Linked DNA regions of Mus musculus: regions 1, 3, 4 and 5 are each linked to region 2. A link is a contact called in public HiChIP or PLAC-seq and promoter capture Hi-C data. All regions are on one chromosome and are shown on one strand. The core of a region is the stretch at or near the end of the contact, and the rest is flanking DNA. Distances in the headings are between cores, read along the strand shown.

Region 1 (4,233 bases), core at 1,332-3,831, 300 kb after region 2:
ACAGGAACGGCAGGTGAGACATCAGGCAGTGGGCTAAGCATCTCGGAGAACTTGGTAATGTTCATGCTGACATTATGTGTCAGTACAGCACACTGCCTCAATTACCCAAATTGCCTATGTTACTCATGGTTTTGCTTTGTTGGCTATGTGACTTTAACAAACGTCTAAAGAAAGTTACTCTGTGCTTCATCACTAAAACTACAATGCTAGTAATATTATCTACATCAAGTTTTACAAGTTCTAAACTTCTTAGAATAACTCTTGGATGGAGAAAAGGAGGTCGGAAAACCTCAATTTAGTTGTTAAAACAACTTATCCCTATAAACCCCCAATAGAGCTTGGACTTGATCTCACAGGTTTGACTACACAACTCTTCCGGTTAAATGTCTTCACTGCCAATGACAGTGAGGCAGTATTCTAAAGTTCAGTTACATGGTTTGAGCCAACTGTGGTTTTCATGCAGTTCATAAGTCTTTAAAGTCAACTCAGGATCCGGGAGGAGAAGCCAGAGAATTTGTATAAAGCAAGAAGAAGTTGGCGTCAAGTAGACAGGCTGCCATTCTCCAAACCAAAACCGTGTCTCGATGTTATTCATTATTTCCTGCTTTTTAATCTTATTATTATTTTATTGTTGCCTATTTGAGTTGGGGTAAATCAGAGTTACATACTTAGAAATTATTACATTTTATTTATAATTAGTCATAAGGCTGAATTTACACACAAGTATGTTTTAAAAATTTCATAATGTTTATTGGTTGATTTACACACAAGCCTACCGTGAGCCATCCTAGTAGGCGTGACTGTATTTTTAGACCAAATAAACACTCCATAACAAACACAAATTGCAGTTCGGTTTTAGCTCCTACCACCACGGACAGGAAAAAAGGACCCAGTACCCTACGCTGATCATTCAATAAAAATCTTCATCCAAATTCAAACTCACAAACTCATCCTCAAAAGTACCGTTTGAATATTATCTTATTTCAATAAAAGAGCAACTGTAGGTTTTCCATTACATGGCACAATCCTGAGTCCATCCTGATGCCGGAGGGAGTCTCCCCACGAGCTGGCCCTGGTGCAGTCCATTCCTACTGCTTTCCTGTGAAAACCCACTGAATAGGATGCTTTTCAGGGGGTAGGGGGGCTCTGCCGCTCCAGGCTGCCTTTGCTCCTCTGTCAGGGTTGCCTTCCTTCAACATCAGCTCTGCTCAAACCTCTAGTAGCTTTCTCGACCTGGAATTGAATTAAATTGATTAATTTAAATTCAGTGCTGAGACTGAATCCGAGGCCTTATGTAGAGCTGGCACGTGCTCCATCCCTCAGCTCAGTACCCAACCCTGCAGCGACTTCACCACTCAGGCAAAGTGGAGGACCTGCAGGACCTGGGCCATCTAACTCCTGTCTGACTACTTGCCGGAATAAGCCAGCAGGCCTCTGTTACTGAAGCTGGCTCTTCCTAGAACTCGGTGAAATGTCCTATGTAAAGCCATGCGGCTACGTTCTTAGTCTATGCTACTTAACAAAATCCCCCAGAAGTGGTCATCTAGAGAGAATAAATGTTGACATCTTACTGTCTTGAGTTCTTGTGGCTTTGGAGGCTGGGAAGTTTAACACAAAGGATTGGAAGGTTCGCTGTTTGGTACAAGACAATGATCCACCTTCCAAGATGGCATCTTCTTATTTTATCTTTAGTGTGTGGTGGTAGTTGGCGGTGGGGTGGGGTGAAAGTTGTGCGCTCACGTGTCAGACAGGTGGAATGCAAAAGGCTCAAAGTCTTTTCCTTTAGCCTTTCTAAAGCTGTTACTCTCACTCATGAAGAGTCTCATCTGATGACTTAGATTGTACAAGCCCTTAATAGTATCACATGGGAATTTTATTTGCAAGATGTGGAATTTGGAGCAATACATATATGTAAGCCACATTGAAGACTTTACTAAAAAGATACCTACCTTCTCAGTGATGCCATCCCAGGATTCTCTGCAAAACTTCAGCCCAGTGTCCTTACTCCCAATGCTTGAGATCTCGCCATGAGTGCTTCTGTTGAAGTTCATCTGTAACTGTCTAATATGATGTAGTCCCTTGTCTGTTTCCTTCATTGGATGGTGAGCCCCGTGAGACAGTTGAATTTGTGTGTGTTTGTATGTATATTTTCTCTTTAACTCACTGAAGCTTCTCTAATGTCCGCCCTATGGTAGGTGCTCAAAGCATCATTGGTGTCTGAATAAGATTCAGATACAATTAAGGTTGTACATTCTCTAAATAAAACAACAAAACTACTTTTCACTTATAAATTTGTTGGTTTACAAATATTTCCTACTTACACGTATGCAACCCATTCACCCAGTCCTAGTTAATAGTTCTAAAAATCAGTTCTAATTATTTTGCAACATAATGTCCAAACTGAGATATTTATATTTTTTTTCTGTTTATTCTACTTTCTGGAACATTTGATAGCAGCTTTCCACCACAAAACATTTTTAGATTAAAATTACCATACCCCCTGTGGTCATCTGTGGGCATTTGTGACAGACTCCGTGCTGGTACTGAGTGAACCATGCTGATTGGACATCGGGGGCTCTCACAAACTTTAAATTTCAGCAAATGCCCAGAGACTAAGCCCGAAGAAGCCAAGCTTTCCTGAAGGTGAATGACGCCAGGTAATTTGTCTCTCGCTGCCCCTCATGGAGAATTGCCTTCTGTCAGAAGTGCTTGCTTAAGCTTTCAGTAACCTTACCGTACTGCTAAGGATTTTAAAAATAAATGAAAATTGCATTATTGTCTAAATTCGGTGCTCTGTTCTGTACAGTAGGTGGGGAGCTACCATATTCTAGAACTCTATTTAAACTTCATGGCTTGAAGTTGGCCTGTGAGCTGACTATCAGTATCACCAAGATCCACATTAACTGGGACTGCATCATCTTACAAACCAGATGCAGGAGAAACCAGTTATATTTTTCTTTACAGATATCTTCTCTGCTGATGTGTCCACCAGCACTAAGCTATTTGATAAATGATAAAAGACTGTCCTTTCTACAATACTTAGAAACTTAAGTTATCACTTGAATTTAGATTCAGATCCTTAAGATAATATTAGGTTAGAAGATTATAACTTACTTTACAATATATCTTAATTACATTATTTGCTGAGTAAAAGTTTTACTATGAAATATTTAAATGTTGTAAAAACTTGCTGTTCTCATTAAATGGATTTTCTTCCAACAAACCACATTATCATTTTCATGTTGGTTGTTACATGTTTATGTGCCAGTAAAATAAGTACTGGCATCAAGACCAACAGATGCTGTCCAGAGCTGGGCTGATAATTTTCCAGTGTGATGGCTGAGCTTCCGAGCTCATAGTGTGACACTAGCCACACTCCACACACCTGCTTTAATTGATAACTAAATGCTAGTGTTCTGAAGATTCGTCTATTGAATGTTATATAAAACAGGGTCTTCTTTAAGTTGACTGCACGTAGCTTTTATTTAGTAAGATGGAAGAGCAGAAACTTACTTGAGGTGATGTAAAGTCTGAGTTAGGAGTACTGGTTCTGTAGTGACTCTGCCAGAATACCAAACCCAGTTCTGCTTATTAATATTCATGAGTCGTGGGACATGTTATGTGACCTGAGTCTGTTTCCTGGTCTATGAAACTGGTAAAGCCACCTGGCTCATAAGACGGTTGTAGGTCTCAATTAAATAAATACATGTAAACTTAGCATGGTGCTTAGCTCGTTTTAATACTTAGTAAATGCTTTTACTTACAGTAAAGCTTGCTTCACGAGTTCCATTCTCCGGCCCCTCCATAGTGATTGGTTCAGATATTTTGCTAATGAATATGAAGATGTATATTGGGTTACTAGCCTGGAATTGCTAAGATTCCATTCCTTACCTTTATATCTGTCATCTTGGCACACTTAACAATTCAGGTGTGACCTGATAAGCTACCTTACTGTAAGTTTCAATTATGCAATCACTTAACAATATTTTTTTTCTAAGGGAAAATGGCAGGTTACCAATAGAGTAAATAATTATGTGTCTAATTTCTATGAATTATGAGATTAATTATAGTCAATGATTTTTATTTTTGCATGTGAGTAATCAGACATGAAATAGAGATTAATAGATTAACCCTGACTATGAACTGTGCAAAGTACATATATTCATGTAAATGCTAATTTTATAGAATGTGTATATATAAGGTATGTAATTCTAAATATCAAAAGGAATATAA
Region 2 (4,018 bases), core at 1,500-3,999:
ATTGATGTGCGTGGTGTATGTATGCATTCATGTTCACGTGTGAATGTTTGTATGAGTGGTTTACATGCACATAGAAACTATAGGTCAACAGTTTATTTTACAAACACTTTCCATTTATTTATTTATTTATTTATTTAGAAACAATCTCTCACTGAGCCTGGAGTTTGTCCTGTCTGCTAGGCTGGCTTGCCCACAAGGTCCACAGATCCTCCAGGGTTACTCCCGTCTCCCCTAGGCCCCCCCCACCAAGGTCCACAGATCCTCCAGGGTTACTCCCGTCTCCCCTAGCCCCCCCCCCCCATAGTGTCAGTCCTTCTACAGATCCTCTAGGCTCCACCCACCCACCTAATGCCAGCAGGGTCCACAGATCCTCCAGGCTCCCCACTCATGACAGTCCTTACTGGCCCTGGCCCCCTTGCCCTTGGATCTTTAAGTGGGCACTGTGGGGCCAAACTTGGGTCCTCATGCATATCAACCAAGCTGTCTGACCAGGGCTCCTCTCCCAGCACCTCCCCCCCCCCCCCCCCCAGAGCTCTTCCCTCAGCACCCTCCCTCAGGGCCCCTGTGGCCTTGCGCCTATCTCTGCATTGTTCCCTCGGGACTCATGTTTTGGTTGTATACATCACAGATGTTTGTAATGTTACAATTAGCCTACAAATGTTAGAAAGCATGGCGAGGCAGAATTAAAACATTATGTGCAGCCCACAATCAGAGTGAATTAGTAGAAGCAGATAAAACAGGTAACGAAGTTTAGGCAGAACCATTACGATTTCTCAACATCCAACCGCCGTCTGATGGCAGTTTCTCCAAGCCTGTGCATTTGACTCAGAGAACCACAGTACACTCCGTCCTTTTATCTAACCCAGTTTCCCCACCAAACTCCTACTGCTTCAACATTATCAATATAGTATTCTGCATCCCTCTTTCCACGCTAAATGTTTGAAATCAAGTGGGTTATCCACACTGAACAGCCACGAGGGTGGGTGTTGTCTGCTTCAGCTCGGACCTTGATCAGATCTTAGACTTTTCCTCTCTTCAGTCTGTCCCAGGCTTTGAATTTGCTGTCCCTGTGTTTTTAATGTGTGTTGGTCCTGGGAACTGAACCAGGGCCTTGTGCATGCTGCGGTAGCACTGTAACACTGATCTGCAACCCCAGTCTCTCTTGACTCCATCTTCTGATGCCTTCCTTGGCCGCCTAGACGACCTGCAGTGTGCCTTTCCTACCCCACAGTCCCAAGCTCCTTTCATGCTTCCTTTTTCTATGTCACCCAATTGTGCATTTTATAGTACAGGTTGCCTGTTGACTGTCTTTAGCTCATGAAGGCTGCTTCATCACAGGTATCTGTAGTTCTGTATTATAATACTGTCCAGAAGGCAGTAAGAGTCATCAAACATTTTTTTCTTTTGGATAAACACACTTTTTTAGAGAAAATTGTGTATATTAGAAACGATAAGCCCAAACCATTCTTGTTAAAGAATAAAATTTCAGACTAGTTTGTGTGCCACCTGCTAGACTCTTGGCTAAATCACCTCACACATTAACTTACCATCTCCCTGGCCTTCTGAAAACTAAAGCCTGGGTAGCCTCGTCTTTCTCAGTTAAGAAGCAAAGAGCCCATTTCATATGCCTGACCATATGCCTATGCTGGGCCTTGGCTAGCTGACCCATGCTGGCCCAGTTTGCATTGTTAATCCATCGTATACATATCTAATTATCTGTTTTCTCCACCAGACGTAGGTAGCCCATCTCCTGTTTGCCACCAGGTCTTACCATCTGGGCTGTAGATACTATGGAGCACTGATTACTTGTTGTCACAATCACTCTAGAGTTAGAGTTCTTATTTAATCTCATGAACCTTGACCTCTTGTTTATAGAATGGATGTACACAGTGCAGTGAGGGGCACGCTAAGCCAGAAGATGCCTTCAGATTCCCTCTGTCATCCACCAAAAGCCAGACCAACACTTCACTGCTAGCTCCTTCTAACTCACCTCCCACCTCAACCTGAAGGTACAGGAGACCGCACTGAAGTTATTTCACTTTTAACTATTTTTTCTATAAGGTGACTTAGATGACTCCTGTAGGCAACTGGCAGTGCAATGGTGATCCCTGTAGGGTGTCATTTCGAGCCCATCTCAGCAGCTGCAAACGAGACTTGACAGCCGCACACATCTAACTCTTGGTATAGCACCTAAAACTGCTGTATTTTCCAAAAGTTTATGATGGTCAGTAGGAGGAGATTATAGGCCACTTTCAGGATGGATTTAATGTAGTGTTAATGTAGCGAAGGGAGATAGCCAAGATTCTCATTGTCCATAGGTCCGTTCATCGTGTGGTCTTAACAGATATCAAATTATGCCTCTCTTATAATCTGAAAAAATATGAATAGTTACTATATGCTCTATGGACTCTACAGAGAACTATAAAGGGTGGTTGTTTGCCAGTGTGGACCACAAAGAAAAGGCAGCGACGAAGCGCGGTTACCTTATTGATATCCCAGAGAACCAGTTTGGTGTTAAGTTTGGCAAATTCGTAGGCAGTCAGTCTTCCAATCCCATGACCAGCTCCGGTGATCAGGACGATCTCTCCGGCGACAGATTTTTTCTTCTTGGGAATAAAAAGCTTGACAAGAGACTCAATGCTGAAGACGATGAGCAAAGGCAGCAGCAGGATCAAGTCAAGAAGATACTTCATCCTTTTGGAGGCCCGGTGCTCTCGTTCCCGGTCCTAAACGGCCTCTGGAGGGTGTCGGTTACGCACAGAGTAAAAGCTTAAGCAAGGCAGAGTTCCCCTATTAAAGAGAAACAAACAACTCGGAAACCATTCCTTCCGCGGGGCCGGGCTTCAGGAGGGTTTTTGCCATTGGCTCGGACTGCAGTCAGAGCAACTGCTCGCTGGCTTGGAAATCTGGGAGGGACGAAGTTCAGAGGCAAGCCCTAGGGCGGTGCGACCCTGATAGCTATCGCGGACTTCCTCCTAGGAGGGCTAGTTACCTCACGCTTTCCTAAAATGGAAAAATCCCCTCCCTGTCTGCAGCAGACCTAGGAGAGGAGAGGTCGTCACGCTGCGCAGTAAAGGATGAAGGGCAAGTGCTAGCAGTGCTCAGGCTGCGGTGGACAGTTGTCTGTTTCTGCATAAGGGTTGCAAATGTGGAGCCACACCTTAAAGGACCAGGAAACAAGGAAGGGGACTCTTTGGGGAAAGGAAGAGAAGTAGCAAGAGGGGGATGGGAGGACGGCTATGGGGGAGGGGCGGGTTAGAACACCTGGCACGTTTGTGTATAAAAGTCACAAACCCATTTCTTTGCACGCTAACCAAAAATTAATAACAAAACAAACAACCCTTCAAGCAAAACAAAGCACAAGAGGGAAAACCAAGCTCCTGAATTAGAAATGACCCTACATCGCATTTTAATTTGAATTGAGCATTTCTGGAGGGCAGAGGGGTGTATCCTCCCAAGGCATAATCAAGTTTTAGGAGAAGCAGTAAACCCATCTCCCCAGGGAAGAGCCGTGTAGCGGGGCAACCAGCTCCCACTCGGCCTCTGAGAATCTGAAAACGAGAAACAAAACATATATTCAAGAATGGTGGGTGGTTTGCCTGCCTGTGTGCACACTATTTTTGCTCCCGGTGTGGGGAAAGGGCAGATGAGGGTTCTGGGTTTCCTAGAACTGAAGTTACTAGGAGCTGTGAACCTGCATGTAGGCACTGGGAATTGAACCATTGTCCACAGGAAGAATGGACAGTGCTCTTAACCACAGAGCTATAGCCATCTCTCCAGCATTCTCGTCCCCAGTACACACTTTTTGAGACAGGATTCCTCTGTGTAGCTCTGGCTGGCCTGGAACTCTCTCTTCCCCAGGTTGTTTTGAGGCAGTTTCTCCTCATTTAGCAGCAGGAACAAGCTAATAGCCTGTCTGTTGAGTGGTTGGTTTATGAACTATAAATGTTATCCGTTGACTTTCCTCCTGTGACACTGAGGATGTGGCTTGCTTTGCTTGCTCTTTATCTTCCTGTCT
Region 3 (4,068 bases), core at 1,022-3,521, 490 kb after region 2:
GAATCAATTGCCTGTATAGTGGAGTACCAAATAGCCTTTATCTTAGTTACAATTGCTGTTCTAGCATAAACAGGACCCAGGCAACTTATAGAGAAAGAGTTTATTGGTCCTTACAGTGGGTGAGCCTGAAAGATCCTGACAGAATGTAAAAGGTCACAGAAGCCCTGAAATTGGCAAGATAGATTTCACTGTTAGCAGAACTAGCTTCACTGATTTAGAAAAATAGAGGTGCACAATGCTCTGGCCACTCCTTGAACCCGTGTGTCTGCCAATGTTTTGACCGTTCCTTGAACCCAGGTGTGTGCCCACTGCTGCACCTCACTGCCAGGTGTTTGTGATATTGGTTGCTGAGAAAGAGTCGGAAAATCTTCCCAGCAACCACAGCCGGGCCAATCCTGAGTTGCTACACCTGCACCAGACTCTTTCCTTGTACCCCTCCCATACCCATTTCTTGAGAATAGACATTGTTTAGTTCTGGAAACCCCCTACTCCTCCCTTCTCCTTTCCCCCCTGAGGGCCTATAAAAACTGGCCTTTCCCCTCGTGGTCGAATCCTCTACCCCTGCGTGGGATATGAGTCGTCCCCAGAGCTCTGGCTTTCCCCGAATAAAGCCTCATGTGGTTTACATCAAGCCTGGTCTCTCATGAGTTCTTGGGTGTCCGCTATTGTCCCGACGCCTGAGCGAGGGGCTCCTCACGGAGTCTTTCAAACCCACAACCATCATGGTGAGGTGTATGACATCAAGCAGGTAAACATGGCGGTGAGGCAGTAGCCCAGAGCTTACATCTAGATAATAAACATGATGCAGAGAGCTAACTGGTAGTGGTGTGTGCTTTTGACACCTCAGAGATCACCCCAGTGACATATCTTATCCAATAAGGTAACAACTCCTAATCCTTCCCAAATAGTTCTACCAGTTGGGGACCATATATAAGAAACCATGCATGCTCAATATTGCTCAAAAAGCTAAAAGTAAATCTACCATGACTCAGATCCACTCCTCTGCATATGCCCAAAGGACATCCTCCTACAGATGCTTGCTTAGCAGTGTCCATTGCTGCTCTGTTCACCATAGCTAGCGAGGGGGAACCACCTAAATGCCCTTCGAGTGATGGACGGGCAATGCAAATGTGGCACAGATACACCACAGGATAAAGGAAAATGACATCATGATGTTTGCAGGTAAGTGCAGCTCTTGCCAAGATGCAGGCATTAAATAGTTGCTGGGGAAAGAAAAATGAACAATCTCCCACCCACATTCATTATTTTCATATTGGGCAAAGACATCTAAATAGAAATAATTGCTTGGAAAGTGACCAAGCCACTTATACAGTATCTACTGTTATATGCAAGGCAATGTAGTGGATCCTGATCATGGTAAAAATTTTTTTTAATGTGCATCTCTATCTGTCTACAGCTTACTATTGAATCAAAAAAACCTTATTAAGTCATGTGTTTGAGATACATATATGCATATTTGCACATCTCATTTGATTTTATGTATTTCTGTTGCTTTGTAACATAATGGTCAGATATATACTCCTGAACAATTTATTGATTTTATACATACACGACATAATAACCAGATAACAACAGAAATGACAATTTTCGGAGATGGGGTCAAAATATGAGTTCAATTCTTAATGTATTTAAAACCTGATGCCTTTTTAAATTAAAAAGAATTTTAATCTAAAAATAAAGAAGTTTAACTTTCACCCCTCATCAAAGCTTCTTTTCATACTGGATAGAGAGCATGACAGACACCCACAAGTAGCAATGTCCCAGTTCTCCCAGTACAATGTGCAATAACTATAAAATATTTCCAAGTTTCTGTATAATGCATACATACATCCTTCTGATAAAAAGTTTTATAAATAGCTTTAAGGGCTTGGTTGGGAACAAATTTTGGCAGCTGTCTACAGTGAACAAGTATTTTAGTCCTTCCCTAACTCATGCCTTGACTTCTCTTGAGATGCAACATACTTTGGGAGATAAACAGACTTTTTCCATAGTACACTACCAGATTTTCCACCAGTTGAACCACATCATTTTCGGAAAGCTCTCAGAATTGTTTGTATTTAGCATTCACATTCAAATGAAACCGCCAGTGCACACAGTCACCTCAGCAAGGCATTTTCTAACAAAGGCGCAGTGATGACCAACGACCTCAGTCCCCACCCCGCCCCCCGCCCCCCGCCCCCCGCCCCCCGCCAGCAACCGAAGTGCGGCCGCGCGTGCGCAGAGGACTCGCTGCACCGCCGCCGTCCCTCCGCAGTGACGTCAGCCGAACGCCGAGGAGATCCCGACCGGTTTCCCACCGCTCTGTGGAGTCGGCGGTGTGTCGTTGGTGTCCCTATCGAGCTGGGTCAGGAGGGCGCGGAGCGGTGAAGCCCTTCCCGAGCCGCGGCGTAGAGGCGGTTCGCGGCGGCTGGAGCGGGGAGGCGCGAGCCGGCGCGGTCGCGGCGGGCGGCGCGGGCGGAGCGCGAGCGAGCGGTGAGTCGGCATGGCGGCCCCCAGGCGAGCGGGCGGGCTGCGGCCTCTGTCCAGCTCGGCGGCGGCTTGGCGGACCGGGCTGTGCTAACACACGCAGGGGAAAGCCACAGACCCCCGAGTCTTTCCGGGGCGTTCTTGAAGCGAACAGACCTTAAATGAGATCTGGTGTCACCGGGCGCTTCCTCAGCCCCGGCATTTGGTGGCTCCCGTGAGCGTCTCTGGGCACATAGAACGCCTACCTGGCCCGCAGGCAGTAGGTGGTTTCTGGACCGCGAGCTCCGAAGAGTTAAACTGTGTGCCAGGTGCAGTAAACTCAGGAACTGGAGCGAAAGGAGTGAAGAGTTGACAGCACTACCGGGAATTACTTCAGTATTCCTCACCCGGTTCTAATAAGTAGTTTTTTGCAATATTCTGAAGCTGTGGAAATGCTGGATACGGGGAAGGTGGTTGCGATTAAATTAAGAGAAAGGACGGGGTGCCAGGATTTTAGGAGTGTGTTTTGCCGTCCCTAGGTTTGCCTGCTACATTTGCCCTCAGAAATTTACCTCCCGTAGGAGATTTTCAGGATCATATTTACAACCAAAATCAGAATATTATCAGCTTAAATTGACACTGGGCATTATTGTTAACTTGAACTGGGAAGCCCCAGTTCAAGAAACTCAGCCAAGGTGCATGGACAAGAACGTTGATTGTTTATAGAGTACTGAAAACACTGCAGTATACTTTATACAAATTTGAAGGCATGTATTCATGATATGCCCAAATATTTGGCAGAAGTTATTCTTTTGAATGCTTTGCAGAAGACGTCTTAATCTTAAACACTCATATAAATACTCTCGCTTCATTTCAAGCCAAAATGGGGATGCTAGCTTCTTTATACTTAACAGTTATTTTGATACCAGCAAGCTTTGTAGTTCCAAAAGATGGTGTAAGTAGCATGGGTCGCCTAAGGCCATTGGAAACCGTGTTCACATTACAGTTCATAACAGTAGGTTATGAAGTTGCAACAAAAATAATGTTATGGTTGGGTCACTACAGCATGAGGAACTAACTGTATCAAAGTGTTGCAGCATTAGGAAGGTTGAGAACTGCTGACATAGAGGTAAAAGAAAACACAAAAGAAAAGAAAGCACATCACAAAATAGAGACCAGGATAGTCAGCCAAATGAAACATTCTGGTATTATGAAAATAAACCATGTAGGCCAAGTTTAATTCCCACCACTGCTGTAATGGAGAGGCATACATGTGTGTGTGTATCAAATGCCTATATATTATGTAGGCTGAGTTTCATTCCTACCACTGCCGATGTAGAGAGACATGCATGCGTGTGTATCAAATGTCTGTATGTAGTCTAGGGGTTCCCACCCTCCTCCTTTTCCTCTCCTTTCACTTAGAATAGGTCTAAACCAATAACCAGACCACAGCAAGGAAGCATGGATAGTTACTGTTTCTAGAACCCCGTGTTGAACAGAATACCTAATTTGATACTGTAAAGTGTATTCATTAAGAAACTTCTGGACCTTTCTTGGAGAGTGAAATTATTAGAAAGGTACCAGGGACAGATACAAGGTGAC
Region 4 (3,831 bases), core at 856-3,355, 330 kb after region 2:
GACCACGCATTTTATCAATGGCCTCTGGAGATTCTTGAATAGATGCTCTAGAGTTGCTTATTACCAACGCTTACACGTGTATTCAAGTGGAATCTTGTTGAATGTGTATCTTAGGGAGTTTACCACTACATCCCTGAAAGTGTTTTAGAAATGCCTTCAGAACTCATGGCAACCCCATTCAGCTATCACTTCCTTATTCTCTCAGGAAGTTGATCAGTTTAGAATCGCTAATGTAGCTACTACTGATAGAAGCATTTCATGTTTCTTCATAAATGAACTCCCACAGAGTAGCTGCTGCTATATTCACACACACACACACACACACACACACACACACACACACACACACCACATCACCATGCCACTTCATGTGTGCCAACTCTCAAAGGATGTTGTCATGATTAATATCAGCTTGTCAGGGCTAACAGATGCCCAGGTAAGTTATAAACAGTACTGATGAATGGATCGGTTTTAGGTACACTCTGCTGCTTGATAAACACCTGGACCAAAAGCAACTTACAGTCCATTATTCAGAGAATCTGAAGAAGGAACACAAGGCACAAGCCTGGAGACAGGGCTAAGCAGAGAGTATAGAGGAACGATGCTATGCTTTGCCCCCTTGGGCTTGCTGGGCTGCTTCACTTATACAACCTAGGACTACTTCCAAAGGATAGCACCAGCCGCTGTGGCCTAGGCCCTCCTCCATCAATGAACAACCAATAAAATGCCCCCAAGACATGCTTCTAGGCCAATCTAATGGAGCCAGTTTCTCAGTTGAGGTTTTTCTTTCCTGTTATGTCAAGTTTACAACCAAGAGCAGCCATCACAGGTCTATGGAGGTGTTTCTGAAAGAGGAGAGAATTCAAATGAGCAAGCTAAATAAAATCATTAGGGTAATCCAATACACTGAATGTCAATGTGTGTGTGTGTGTGTGTGTGTGTGTGTGTGTGTGTGTGTGTGTGAGTCTATTTCCCCAGGAATGTGAAAGAAGGGGGCACTTTCTATCTGAATTGTCCAGCTATGCTCTAGGACATGAGTTCTCTGGCCTTCAGACTCAGGCTTTCACACTGCAGCCTCCCAGTTTGTAGGTCTTCAGAACTGAACTGAATCACACCACCAGCATACAGTCAGTGTACCATGGCATTTCTCAGCTCCCATAAATTAAGTGACTAGTTCCCATAAGGAGCCTCCTCTTCCATATGTACATATTTTGTACTGGTTGTATTCTCCTGGCAACTTCTGACTAACACAGGCATGCTGCTATTCATGGAATGAAAACCGTGGAAACCCACAAAGAAACAGGACCTACTGCATAATGAGTGCCTCCTAGTACAAGCAACACAAGCTTTCCTGTTCAAATGACTGGGGGATGCCCTATACTATCTACCACTCCATCCTGTGCTCTGCATATCACACCTGCAGGAGCACATGGCCCAGGGCATCCATCATGTCTCTATACAAATCAACAGCTCAAAATGACTATAAGAACTTCAAGTTGATGTGTTGGTGCATAGTTCACTGGAAGAGCACTTTTGCTAACGTGAATAAGACCGTAAGTTTTAGATATTCTCTCTCTCTCTCTCTCTCTCTCTCTCTCTATATATATATATATATATATATATATGTGTGTGTGTGTGTGTGTGTGTGTGTGTGTGTGTGTGTAAAACATATGGAATATATGTATATATATAAACATGGAATATATATGGAATACATATGTATTTATAAAGCATAAAGCTTTTACATATATATATACATATGCATATATATGTGTATATATATATGTATATATTCCAATTTCTTTTTAAATTAAAGCACTTCATGTGTGGGCCTGTTTTGAGCCCTCAGACTTCGGAAGCCAGCCCTGCACACACACAGGCACACACAGGCACACACAGGCACACACAGGCACACACAGGACCAGCCTCACTGCTCTTCCTCCTCTCTGCAATAGAAACTTACTTTTCTGTTATTTGTTTCCGTTTTTACAAAAGGATAAGAGACTGTTGAACAGAATGTCCTTTTTAAGCCAACAAAGCAGTGTGTCCACAGTGGGTCAGAGGCAGAGCAAGACTCAGGGGCGGGATAGAGCCTCTTCCGGGCTGGAGAAGCAGACCAGGAAGTCCCGGAAATGTCAGCCTGTTTCCCCCTCAAATTCAAACAGAACAGAATATTCCTTCTGTGGGTGGGTTTCAGCAAACACTGTAAAGGCCACTGTATACAAACCTTTCCAGAAGCAACGAGTAAAAGCAATACCAACTCCTACCCCTCTGTCTCACCTCATTTCCCTTGCTTCCTGTGGCTGCCCCGTCCTATTCAACAGACACTCACAAAAATATCGGTTATTAGACAACCTGTGGTTAATTTATATTTTTAGCATGTGCTGCTTGGGCACTGTGTGGTGATTTAAAGGGGCATACTAGCTCTGACAGAGTTTCTCAAATTCCCAGAAGCAACTTCAAAATAACGGTCATTTCTCCCTGGCTAGAAATCAGTTCATGTGTTTATGTCTTGCTACAACAGCGCTAGGAACACAACTAGTTGGTCATGCAGAACTTAACTATGCACCAAAATGATCAAATGGGGAAACACGGTGGAGGAACTGTGCAAACGCCCCCTTTTTCAGAGGCAACGTTGGGTTTAGTTTTAAGTTTTAATCTGGATGCTTTCTCATCTCCCTCCCCCCCCCCCTTACCCCCCAACCCCCACCTCCACCCCGGCCATAGTACAGGGCCTTTGCAATGCTGCTCAAATCTGCCTCTGGCCTGTGGTCAGAGTATCACAGCAACATCACCCTATTTCTAGTCCATTAGTACAACCAAAAATTCTTAGATCATACTCTCTGAAAAGCTTGTATGACATTCTTGAGAGTTCCCAAAGGAAAGCAACCTTTGCTGTCATTGATACTTAGAAGTACTTAGAAGTCAGAGAAAAGCAAGGTGTCATGAAACCATTTACAACAACCATTTGTATTTAACATCCATAAAAGTCTCCTGACAGTAACTCCCTCAGCAGTGTCCATACCATGGCAACCTTGGTTTGACCATGGAGATCTAATCCAGTGGAAATTTGGAATGACCCCGAGGAACAGGCACTTAGATAAATGAGCTGGAATTTCTATGAAACTTCTTATAAAAAGGGAAAGCAAAGAGACAAACTCAGAAATGAAGAGGTCTGACAGTAGAGCTCAGGTTTTTTCCCAAAGCGAGGCTGAGGTGAAAGGTTTTCCAGTCATGCTGAAAATAGAATTTGCTGACAAAGTTATGATCACATTGGAACTACAGCGGGGTTGTGAAAGAAATTTACAGAAAGCATTATTTATTTTTAACTGGAGTATTTCCAAACTACCTCTGGGAAGTGCCTGCCTGTTCTAGATGGTTATTTCACGCCTTCATCTGCCTGCTACCCCCCTCCCACCTCCCCACTCATTTACTAACACCCAGAGGTCACTTAGCAAGCATAAGAACACTCGATGATGTTTAAAACTTTTAGCTAAGTTCTTATTCTGTAACTTAGAAAACTGATGGCAGTGAGATATGTATTTATGGTTGACAAGGTGTCCCTTATTAATTAAAATGGGACATTTGTTCTCTTTTTAAATTTGTTTTTAAAAATTAAGTTACTTATTCACTTCATATCCCAATATCAGCCCTCCTCTCCTCGCAGTACCGCCTCATGCAGATCCTCACCCAATTTCCCCTCCCCTTCTCCTCTGAAAAGAGGGAGGCCCCCTCTGGATATCACCCCTACACACACACACACACACACACACACACACACCACATCAAACCACTGCAGGACTAGGTTCACCCTCTCCCACGGAGTCTAGA
Region 5 (3,755 bases), core at 490-2,989, 370 kb before region 2:
TCTTGCTAGAATTGTCTATTGGCTTTAACTGTCCACTTGACACAGCCAGGAGTGGCCTAAGAAGGGATACTCAACTGAGGGATTTCTCAGATCACAAGGCCTCTGGCCATATCATCTGTGGGGAATGGGGCCCAGCCCGCTGCAGGCTGTGCCACTACCTGGAAGGTGATCTGGGATAAGGCTAGCTGAGCGTAAGCCTGTGAGCTTGCCAGCTAGCAGCGTTTCTCCGTGGTTTCTGCTTCAAGCTTCTGCCCTGCTTTCCTTCAGTGATGACGTGTAATCTAAAAGCATCCTGGAAATGAAGCTGACTAAATCCTTCCCTCCCCTGAGTGCACATTTTAACTTTTCAGATTATTTTATGTAGGTGTTTTGCTTGCATATATGTCTATTTCACGCATGCTTTGTGCCCATTTGGTCCAGAAGGGGGCGACAGATCTAATAAAACCGGAGTTAGGGACGGTTGTGAGCCACCTTGTGGGAGGTTGCAGGAAACCAATCTCAGGTCCTTTGCAAGAGCTCTTAATCCATGAGCTTCGTCTCTAACCCCTGTTCATATATTCTTACAAAAGTACCATTCAGGAAGCTGGAAAGATGGATCACCCATTAAGAGCACAAACAGCTTTTGCAAATAGGACCTAGGTTTGGTTGCCAGCATCTACAGAGAGACGCTGTAACACCTGTAACTTCAATACCAGCGGATCCGACACAGTCTTTTGGTCTTCATGGGCACCTGCTCAAATGCAGTGTGAATACAGAGGCAGGTACAAACAAAATAAAAATAATTTTCAACTAGTCTTTTTAAGACAAAATCTAGATCCATTCAAGTGCTTCCATATACTCCAGTAACAATGCGAACAGAAGTGCCCAGCCCCTGTTGCAAGCTCCAGCCATGGTAATGTGTGTGTGTGTGTGTATGTGTGTGTATGTGTGTACTTACACTTTATAACAGCTGCCCTTCAAAATGGTTTGTACTGTGTTCCTTCTTGGCAAGCCATACGCCATGACAAATGATCACAGTGGTTTCCTTACATAGGAGCCTGATGTAACATCTGCACCGCTGTTTGCACTTTGCCTGAAAGAACAGCGACAGGCCTAATTAACAGCTCTCATTTGAATAGTTTTATGGCCAAATAATCAAAGGCTAGGAGAAAGCATTTAGGGCTGTCAAGAATCATAAACATTCACTGGACCTGAACCATGAACATACGAGCTAGTTCTGTTCATTTCCAGGAAGTCGCTCAATCAGTTCAGTAAGAGTCTAAGGTGAGGGAAAGCCAGGCGAGGGTCATCCGGAGCAAGACTGCAGTTGGTAACCCCCACCCCACCCCCCCCCACCCCCCACCCCCCCCACCCCCGCACCCAGGCACGGTAGGCGGTCATTGAGTACTCCTGAGTCCCGTCGCCTGGTCTCGTAGCTGCGCGCCCTAGTGGTTGTGGTGGGGACAACGACCCAGCCTCACCGGCATGGAACCCCAGGGGTGCGCTGGCTACCTAAGGGCACGGCCCTTTCCTGCTCTCAGTTCCAGACAGAACCGGCTAGGGCGCGGTAGCGAGTGCCGGCCTCGCCCTTCCAGCCCGTGCTGCTCCCGGAACCCCTGTACCCCACAGGTCAGCCGCACCCTGGCCGCGCCCCCGACCCAGGGCAGCTCGCGCTAGGTGCACATGGCCGCGCACTCGCAGCGGCCCAGCCGCCGACTTGCGCCGGCTTGCTTGCTCGTGCTCCTGCTTGCTGGTGCGCCTGATTGCTCAGGTGCGGGGCTCATCAGGCGCTCACCCGGCGCCTACCCTGCGTCACCCGGTGCCTCAATAAAGGGCTTTGTGTGCGCGCGGGGCGCAGATCCAGCCTGCCTAATGGGAGTCACTTCGCCCCAGTGGGTGACAGTCATTGTCCCACGCCCACTCTCGAGGATCCAGCGACAGCTCCGTGTTCCTGTTCATGTAGGCACCTCTTAGGGTCCCAAGCAAACCGTGGCACTATGCGGGAGGGTTTTGCTAGAGTTGTCCCTTGCTAACACCAGGACATTCCCTGTGTCCCTCCGTCGAGCCTAAATGACGTCATAAAGCAAAGAGGCTATCATATGTGTATGTTTCACGGGTTATGAGAACTAAAGACTAGGCCTGAGAGCTTCTAGCCCGAGGTAAGGGTTATATCATTGTGAGTTTAGTATCAACGCTATGAAACAGAGGGTTCTGTTGAGAGGGAAGGAATGAAACTCCTCCATTTATAGTGAATTCAGGGCGAGCTTTTAAGGTTAAATACTCTGATCCCTCTACCTGTCGCTGTTCTTTTCTGTTTTTGTTGAAACAGTCCAGACTGGCCTAGAACCACTATGTAGCCCAGGCTTGCTTCAGACTTGCAGCAAATCTATTTCAGCTTCCCAAGTGCTAGGCTGGAGCTACAGGAAAGTACCATCCGCCCTGCCTAGCAAATTCTCCTAGCGCAAAGAATGAACACACACACGCACACACACACACACACACACACACACACACACACACACACACACACACACACACACGCAGAGCAGGATAGTGATCTATCACTGAGCCTAGAATGTCCCGGAAAACATGTCCGGGCTTCCTCCATTTTCCAAAAGAAAAAGAAAAAATAAAAGTTGTGGGAAGTTACGGGACGAGCTGCATGATGGGATGTCCGCCAGCAACTGCGGAGCTGGCTTATCTGTAGAAGGTACTTCTGTGCCTACAAGAAACTAGAATGTATAGAAGCCCGATTCATTGTGTCTGTAGTCCAAATGGGGAATGTCTGTGCCACAGGGGTGAAGCCCCCCACCATGGATTATGTGACCAGTGTAGGAGAGTTCAGCCCGATTTGATTTCAGTTAGCATAGATGGAGACTGCAATGTGCCCACCAGCCTTAGTTTGGTTCCAAGCACCCGTGTGGTGGCTCACAGCCATCAACAACTCAGACTCCTGGGTGTGCAGCACCCTCTTCTGAACTCCGAAGGCACCAGGCATGCATGGAGTGCACATACATACACAGTCTTGACTGAAACTCCATAGAGACCCAAAGCTAGAACCATCAACTCAACAGCTCCAGGATTTCTGGTTGTTAGAAAATAAAACAGATTTAGAATCTAGTTCAACTGAACCCAGGGGCCATCTGGTTACAATACTCAGCACCAAAGTGGCTCTTGTGGTGGCATATGTGTGCATGCCCAGCATTTGGGAGGTAGAGGCAGGAGGATCAGAATGTTGAGCCTATTCTTAGCCACAGAGCCAATAGTAGACTAAACGACATGAGACCCTGTCTCAACAACAAATATAATGTTCATTGGTTTAATCCATTAACTGTTGGAGTAAAGTTTATACAGCAGATTATATTGCATATACCATGTCTTATTGTGAGAAGAGTACTCTTTATAGAAAAAAAAACTTTTTATTTTATTTTTTAAAAGAAATTCTTTTTTAAAAAAAGATTAATTTATTTATTCATTATATATAAGTAGACTGTAACTGCCTTCAGACACTCCTGAAGAGGAAGTCAGATCTCATTATGGATGATTGTGAGCCACCATGTGGTTGCTGGGATTTGAACTCAGGACCTTTGGAAGAGCAGTCAGTGCTCTTACCTGATGAGCCATCTCTCCAGCCCTCACCCCCACCCCCACCCCCTTTTTGGGGGAGAGGGGGTTTCGAGACAGGGTTTCTCTGTGTAGACCAGGCTGGATTTGAGAACTCAGAAATCCACCTGCCTCTACCTCCCTAGTGCTGGGATTAAAGGCGTGCACCACCA

Evidence for each region. Promoter capture Hi-C pulls out the DNA fragments that hold promoters and counts their contacts. HiChIP or PLAC-seq counts read pairs in DNA pulled down with a chosen protein or histone mark.
Region 1: a promoter capture Hi-C map of neural stem cells shows a contact between it and region 2. The contact joins the promoter of Mepe here to the promoter of Hsd17b11 in region 2. A contact is called at or near these places in 10 of 39 promoter capture datasets (the 3T3-L1 cell line, 3T3-L1-derived adipocytes, cranial neural crest and 6 more), 1 of 15 datasets of contacts at CTCF or cohesin (the NIH/3T3 cell line), 4 of 115 datasets of contacts at active chromatin or transcription factors (embryonic stem cells, forebrain, pancreatic cancer cells and 1 more) and 1 of 9 other capture datasets (embryonic stem cells).
Region 3: a contact with region 2 is called in a promoter capture Hi-C map of the HPC-7 cell line. The contact joins the promoter of Thoc2l here to the promoter of Hsd17b11 in region 2. A contact is called at or near these places in 5 of 39 promoter capture datasets (the C10 cell line, the HPC-7 cell line, cranial neural crest and 2 more) and 2 of 115 datasets of contacts at active chromatin or transcription factors (microglia and pancreatic cancer cells).
Region 4: a contact with region 2 is called in a promoter capture Hi-C map of pre-B cells, with 2.1 times the contacts expected there. The contact joins the enhancer-like site here to the promoter of Hsd17b11 in region 2. A contact is called at or near these places in 6 of 39 promoter capture datasets (cranial neural crest, frontonasal cranial neural crest, maxillary cranial neural crest and 3 more), 2 of 115 datasets of contacts at active chromatin or transcription factors (embryonic basal ganglia and forebrain) and 1 of 9 other capture datasets (embryonic stem cells).
Region 5: an H3K27ac HiChIP or PLAC-seq map of large pre-B cells shows a contact between it and region 2, with 2.7 times the contacts expected there. The contact joins the promoter of 1700016H13Rik here to the promoter of Hsd17b11 in region 2.

Annotation. Positions count from the first base shown.
Region 1 is chr5:104,322,748-104,326,980 of GRCm38.p6, forward strand. Mepe (matrix extracellular phosphoglycoprotein with ASARM motif (bone)) reads left to right here and starts at 2,582. Exons shown (of 3, transcript NM_053172.2): 1 at 2,582-2,657. The coding sequence starts at 2,648.
Region 2 is chr5:104,019,047-104,023,064 of GRCm38.p6, forward strand. It overlaps Hsd17b11 (hydroxysteroid (17-beta) dehydrogenase 11), which reads right to left and starts at 2,750. Exons shown (of 7, transcript NM_053262.3): 1 at 2,484-2,750. The coding sequence starts at 2,693.
Region 3 is chr5:104,506,079-104,510,146 of GRCm38.p6, forward strand. Thoc2l (THO complex subunit 2-like) reads left to right here and starts at 2,272. Exons shown (of 8, transcript NM_001166581.2): 1 at 2,272-2,493.
Region 4 is chr5:104,349,981-104,353,811 of GRCm38.p6, forward strand. No RefSeq gene overlaps it. Among named protein-coding and RNA genes, the nearest start is that of Mepe, 27 kb to the left of the region's middle. Within about 2 kb of position 2,106, at least 24 of the 459 cell types and tissues checked have an H3K27ac peak or open chromatin away from gene starts, as enhancers often do. A contact at or near this core is called in pre-B cells, where this site is marked.
Region 5 is chr5:103,653,985-103,657,739 of GRCm38.p6, forward strand. It overlaps 1700016H13Rik (RIKEN cDNA 1700016H13 gene), which reads right to left and starts at 1,740. Exons shown (of 4, transcript NM_028824.1): 1 at 1,461-1,740; 2 at 938-1,072. The coding sequence starts at 1,002. It overlaps Gm42138 (a long non-coding RNA gene), which reads left to right and starts at 1,713. Exons shown (of 3, transcript XR_880498.2): 1 at 1,713-2,138.